2 separate regions of the Lactuca sativa genome follow, and region 2 is linked to region 1. The links are chromatin contacts, called in public Hi-C maps. All regions are on one chromosome and are shown on one strand. Each heading gives the region's core, a stretch centred on a gene start, on an enhancer-like site or on the middle of the called end of the contact. The rest is flanking DNA. Distances are from core to core; before and after follow the strand shown.

Region 1 (3,132 bases), core at 233-2,732:
ATGGGTGGGAGCTTCACCACTTAGATGTTAAAACAACGTTCTTACATGTAGAATTGAAGGAAACCGTTTACGTATCGCAACCGGAAGACTATATAAAGAAAGGCATCAAGCATAAAGTATATCGCCTCAAAAAGCACTATATGGTCTAAGACAAGCACCTCGAGCATGGAACATGAAGCTTGATGGGATTTTCAAGAGTATTAAATTTCAAAAGTGCATGAAAGAAACATCGGTGTACCGAAAAAGTGAAGAATCTAACTTGCTAATTTTAGCAAATTATCTTGATGATTTATTTGTCACGGGTAAAAATTATGCTGAAAACAAACAAGTGGAGGTGGTGTACATTCCCGAGGAGGAACAAAAGGCGGAAATTCTTACAAGTTCAAGGAAATACGGAGTGTGATCGGGATTGAAGACGTCTCTAGAAGGACTTATAGATTCGAGGGTGATTGTTGGAATCCTATGTTTGAGGATCAAGCAATCCATTTTATGGCAAGTTGGTCATAAGTTTCCTATTCTAATACAAGTTGTTATGTTAGGCTATATATTCATATCCCTAATTGAGTTTATGATTATGAGAACAGATTGTAAACCATTAGTTTTGAGTTAGTTTTTCCAATTAAGCAAAGAGTGAATTTTGATTACTTTTTGTTTTGCATTCTTGTTTTCTTACCTATAATACCTACCAACAATAATCCTGCTGTTGATGCAAGCCCAATCATGAAGATGCAAACTCTCGATAGACTTAGAGAAACACCACAAATCACCACACTAGTGAAGGACAAGAATAATATGCCATCAACCACAACGATGAGTGAGTCTCGAACTTAGAATAAGCTTCAATAAAAGACTTTGAGGCATTCATCATTCTTCTTATTGTGTATTATTTCTCATCATCATTCTTCTTATTTTCCCCCCAAATCGTCATTTTTAATGAAGAAAATTGATTTTTTAAAACGGAAAACAAGTTAGAAATTCAATCCAAAAATATGAACATGTTCAAAATTCAATAAAAAACACGAAGAACAAGTTCAAAAATAATAAACACGTTGGAATTTCGACCTACATATGGATATTCCAAGTGAATAAGAATTTCAACCTAATTTTTCTACAGAAAGAGAATGTAGTTCGATATTTCAAACTACTTTTACAGTAAAATAAAATTAAAATTTGAAATTATTTTTATCATGAAAAAATAATTTGAAAAATGTAAAACTTTGAAATTATTGATTATTTACTTAAAAAATTAAAAATTATCATTACTTCCAACATTATATAAATTTGGACGAATATCACTAATAAATGAGTTAGATTTTAATTTCATGGAACAAAAAATATAATAAAAAGTAGAAAAGAAAAGGTAAAAGGAAAATGAGAGAGGGGTTTGCTAAAAGCATTGTAGGAGTGAGAAGAAATCCGTGAAGGTGGGAACGCGTGGATACCAAAATCAACAGAAAAAATAATCACAATATAGGGTTTACAAACATACCACCAATTCACTCCCAACTAACATAAATAGAAAAATCTCACACAAAACCCCTTCCATTTGTTTGGCCTGCAAAATTAACGCATGCCTTGACTGCTCTTATGGAGAAGTAGCCGCCACATCGTTTCTCTCATCTTCCTCCTCTACCCATCTCAGGTAATGAGCTAATCAATCTTCTTTCATATTTGATTGCATCAATCATTTCTTTTCTCATGTGGTTTCATTCGCCATTGAAATGTTGACTGCTTGGTCAAATGGGGCTACCTTATTGATCCTGATTAGGGTTTTTCTTTTCGTTAAATGTTTCCTAAATCTGTATTATGTTCCATCCTGATCATTTGAAGAAACGGGTTCTTTCTTGAAATTTTTTGGTCTAATATGAATAAATCTTCAGAGCTAAATTTGCCCTGAATTCGATCATTAGAATATCTTGTTGATTGCTCCCTCACAGCCGACACAATTCGTATCCGAATTTTGGGCTCATTTTGGAACCAAAATCGAAATAATTCAGGGCGAAAGGATTGCAAGTATCATTCGATCATTGGGAGTGTAATAAAATAAAACGATCATGGAGATCAATCTTCAATTGGGAGTTTCAGTTTCAAAATTAGGTCTTTTTATGGTAGTAAACGCCTAAATGGCGATCTTTACAAATCTTAGTGTATAACTTAAATTGTTCATACAATTTATGCAGAGAATGTTGCGCACAAAACAGCTAGGTGTTCTTTCCCAATCAGCTAGATCTTTCTTCTTCAGTGGAACAAGATGTAGTGCAGATGGAAGTTCATGCACTTGTCAAGAAGATGAAGCTTGCACTTCCAAAAGGCAAATCCCCAACACAAACAGAACCCGAAATCCACAAACAACATCATCATCCACCTTTGTGCCCAAATCTTCTACTACACCCAATACCAACATAGTTGACCATACACCAAAGTCAAAACCCGATTGTGTAACTTATGCTGATGAAATCGACACCTCAATCCAGCCATCTGGTCTTACAACCGGGCACTTTGTTCGGGCAGGAATCGCAGCAGTCAACTTTCTAAACGATGTGGTCAACTACAAGATACCCATGACCGAAGGGTCAAGTCAAAACTATGTGGTTGACCATGGCCGACCTATTCCAAATGTCAAACCTTACAAAAAAGTTATTCCTGAAAAAACAACTTCAAGTGATAAATCATCGAATGTTAAAGTGTACAAAAAAATTGAACCACAAACATCTGCTCAAAAAAACCCCACAAGTGTCGCGAAAAGCAAACCATCGGGTAAAACAGCCCCCAACTTTCAAAACCAAAACACGAAAAGATCAAAAGATTGTGTAAACCAGTTCATGGTAACACGAGGAATATCAACAAAACCCGTTTCACAACCGGGTCGACAGTTTTCCGGTTCGGGTCATATGGTGGAAACAGTTTGTCAGATATTGAGAAATTCAAAGTGGGGCCCGGGAATAGAACAAGCGTTATGGAATCTAAACGGGTCATTAGATGTATACCAAGCGAATCAAGTACTCAAACAGCTTCAAGATCATTCAATAGCTCTTAACTTTTTCTACTGGTTAAAAACTCAACCCGGGTTTAACCACGATGGTCACACTTACACAACCATGGTTGGGATCTTGGGTCGGGCCAAACAATTCG
Region 2 (3,489 bases), core at 23-2,522, 510 kb after region 1:
ATAGTTCGTGAACAATCAATTTCAGGAAAAGATTAATCAGAATCTAGCAATCGATTAATCAGAATCAACAGAGATTAATAAGGAAAATTGATTTTAGAAGGATACAATCAATTTTAAAAGCTGATTCTAGGAAAGGAAACATACTTGTTCATGAGGATGGCGACAACAAAGGGAGGCTGAGACGGCGACGACGAAGGCTGGTCTGCTTACCGACAGTGTTGTGTCGATGTGAGGTAGCGAATCGAAGGTTGAATGGAGAAGGAAGCTGCAAATTGAAGGTTGAATGGAGAAGGTAGGTGCGACGGATTCGATGAGGGGAAACAAGAAAGCAGGGTTTTGTTTTGTTTTGTTTTTTTTTTTTTTTTTTATGTTGGGCCTGTTTTTTTAGGTTTTAGGTCAGAAGTGGTTTAAAGAGACAAAAACAAGTGCATAACACACACACATGTTTTTTTATGTTGAAGACTTTTAAAAAACAAACTGCTGCGAGACGAAAAATGTTGTGTGTGTGCTGCAACGCATAACAATAAATGGTTAGAAGATATTTTTTTACAAAAACAAACAACACCTAAGTTAATTTGCAAAAATATAATTTTGTTTTGTTAAATGCTACTCGAAGTGGATTTAGAATTTCAAGTTTTTTGTTTAAATTAAAAACTATAAGCTCCTATCGTCAAACAATTTCTTTTGAAAATTTTCTTAGAAGCTAAAAACTAAAAACTCTTAAAAAAATGTTTAACTATGACTAAACAAGATTGATATTATAACTATTCCTAAACAATGTATATAATATTTATTTTAAAATGATTTTTAACTTTTTATGTTCAAATTTCAAGGGATAAATGCAACTATATTCTTACATTTATTTTATTATTTCTGTTAGAGATTAGAATATTCTATTTACTTTATAATTCAGGAAAATATATTAATACTGGCCAAACATTTATCCACAGTAAGCAAAAAATAAGTAAATTTATTAATTAAAATTAAAATTACTAAATCTAAAAAAGTTATTCTTATTACCAAAATAAAGATTATAGACAATTAAAAATTTTTATAATCAACAAATCAAGCTTGTAAAATAATTCAATAAAAAATATAGAACTTTCTTTTATGACAGAGGCGTTATACGATACTATAAATTACAAAAATATAAAATAGAAACATGGTTAATATAATAAAATGAATAGAATAATTTTGTAAATTCTATTATTATAATTATTAATAAATATAATAGAACAATATATTTGACTTTAAGCTAAAAGAAAACTTCCTTTTCCTTCCCTTACCCCGCGTCTTTCCTTCGGTCTCATTTTCCATATGCCGTGAAATGCCCGGCTCTTCAAATCTTGATTTTCCGGCGATCATAACTATATTTCCCAACCACCACCACCACCACGACGGTTGCCATTAAAACCTACCACCACCATGGGCAACTGCACCACCTGTCTAAGACCCGATAATCCGAAACCCCAACACTACCAGCCACCTCCGACTCCACCGGGCAAGAAAAAGAACTTCAAACAAAGACCCAATCCATACGCCGAATCTCCGGTACCGATCCGGGTTTTGAATGACTTCGGACAACTCGCCCACCACCGGACCCGAATTTCCGACAAGTACATACTTGGCCGGGAGCTGGGTCGGGGAGAGTTTGGAGTCACGTACCTCTGCACCGATAGAGAAACAAAACAAGCTTTCGCGTGTAAATCAATCTCCAAGAAAAAACTCCGAACCGCCGTCGACGTGGAGGACGTCCGGCGAGAGGTTGCGATTATGTCAACCTTGCCGGAGCACCCAAATATAGTGAAGCTTCGTGCTACATATGAGGATCATGAAGCTGTTCATTTGGTGATGGAGCTGTGCGAGGGTGGAGAGCTGTTTGACAGAATCGTTGCTAGAGGGCATTATAGCGAACGTGCGGCGGCCGGAATCGCGAAGACGGTGGCGGAGGTGGTGAAGATGTGCCATGAACATGGGGTAATTCATCGAGACTTGAAGCCGGAGAACTTTTTGTTTGCTAATAAGAAAGAAAATTCTCCTTTAAAAGCCATCGATTTCGGACTTTCTGTATTCTTCAAGCCAGGTATTTCATATTTGTTCTTAATTACAGTTCCTTTAACTACTTCAATAATCCCAATTTATTTTTTCTGGGTTAGTGTCGAATTATATCAAATCGCATCTTAAGAACCTAAAGTTTCAATCTTTATCAATTGGGTGTTCAAATCTTCAGATCTAACTCCGAGATCTTGATCTCTCCTTAATTCTTTGATTTGATTATATTTATTCCAAAATTCCCAAATCAGAGCCCTAAAAGTTTGATGTGATCAAGTATTTTCGAAAAGGATCTGAATGATGATGGATTAGGTGGTTTTGATTGGTTAGATTCCATTTCGATGTCGTTTTCATATAAAATTAGTCAAAGTAAGAAGACGTAATTTGGGGCAAGACCAAGTCACTGACAAGCTGCTACTTTTTGACCAACAAGTCATGGGTTCGATCCATGGTGCACCCGGATTTTCTGAATCAAAACTTGTGATGAAGACATAGCTTTGGAATATTCTATGGCTTCAGAGTTGACTATTTGACTTTTTGTATACTTCCTTTATTTTCAGGTCAGAAATTTTCAGAAATTGTGGGGAGTCCATACTACATGGCGCCTGAAGTTCTAAGGCGAAATTATGGACCAGAGGTTGATATATGGAGTGCTGGGGTTATTCTTTATATATTGTTATGTGGGGTCCCTCCCTTTTGGGCAGGTATTAATAATACTAAGAACACAAAAATAAGATTCAATTTTGTGATTTGCTAATTTTTGTTGATCGTTTTTCGTTTGATTTTAGAAACGGAACAAGGTGTCGCGTTGTCAATTCTACGAGGTGTTATTGATTTCAAGAGGGAACCGTGGCCTCAAATTTCTGAAAATGCTAAAAGTCTTGTTAAGCAGATGTTAGAACCGGATCCCAAGAAACGGTTAACTTCCCAACAAGTTTTAGGTAAGTTTGTAATGTTTGTTCGTTTGACCGTTTGACCATCAAATTCAAGGTTAACATAACTTTATCTGATGTTTTCTCCTTTCTTGTAGAACATCCATGGATCGTGAACGAGAAGAAAGCTTCAAATGTTCCATTGGGAGATATTGTGAGGACGAGGCTCAAGCAATTCTCCGTGATGAATCGGTTCAAAAAGAAAGCATTGAGGGTAAGCGCACATTGTTCTTGAAGGTTATTTAATGTCAAGGTCCCACATCAGCTAGACTCAGTCTCATCTGTCTCTATATATGTTGGAGAGAGGATCTAAGACTCACAGAGTCGAGTCTAATCTCATCCACATCAGCTAGACACAGTCTCATCTGTCTTTATATATGTTGGAGAGAGGATCTAAGACTCACAGAGTTGAGTCTAATCTCATCCACATCAGCTAGACACAATCTCATTTATCTTTATATATATGTTGGAGAGAGAATCTAAGACTCACAGAGTCAAGTCTAAT

Evidence for each region. Hi-C and Micro-C count contacts between places; a contact is called where the count stands out from the background.
Region 2: a Hi-C map of leaf shows a contact between it and region 1, with 7 times the contacts expected there. The contact joins the promoter of LOC111882101 here to the promoter of LOC111882116 in region 1. A contact is called at or near these places in 3 of 4 Hi-C or Micro-C datasets (leaf and seed).

Annotation. Positions count from the first base shown.
Region 1 is chr4:193,642,048-193,645,179 of Lsat_Salinas_v11, forward strand. LOC111882116 (pentatricopeptide repeat-containing protein At1g18900) reads left to right here and starts at 1,483. Exons shown (of 2, transcript XM_023878483.3): 1 at 1,483-1,642; 2 at 2,181-3,132. The coding sequence starts at 2,184.
Region 2 is chr4:194,157,218-194,160,706 of Lsat_Salinas_v11, forward strand. It overlaps LOC111882101 (calcium-dependent protein kinase 10), which reads left to right and starts at 1,273. Exons shown (of 7, transcript XM_023878467.3): 1 at 1,273-2,083; 2 at 2,613-2,756; 3 at 2,841-2,993; 4 at 3,083-3,198. The coding sequence starts at 1,426. It overlaps LOC122197382 (a long non-coding RNA gene), which reads right to left and starts at 1,240. Exons shown (of 2, transcript XR_006190771.2): 1 at 145-1,240.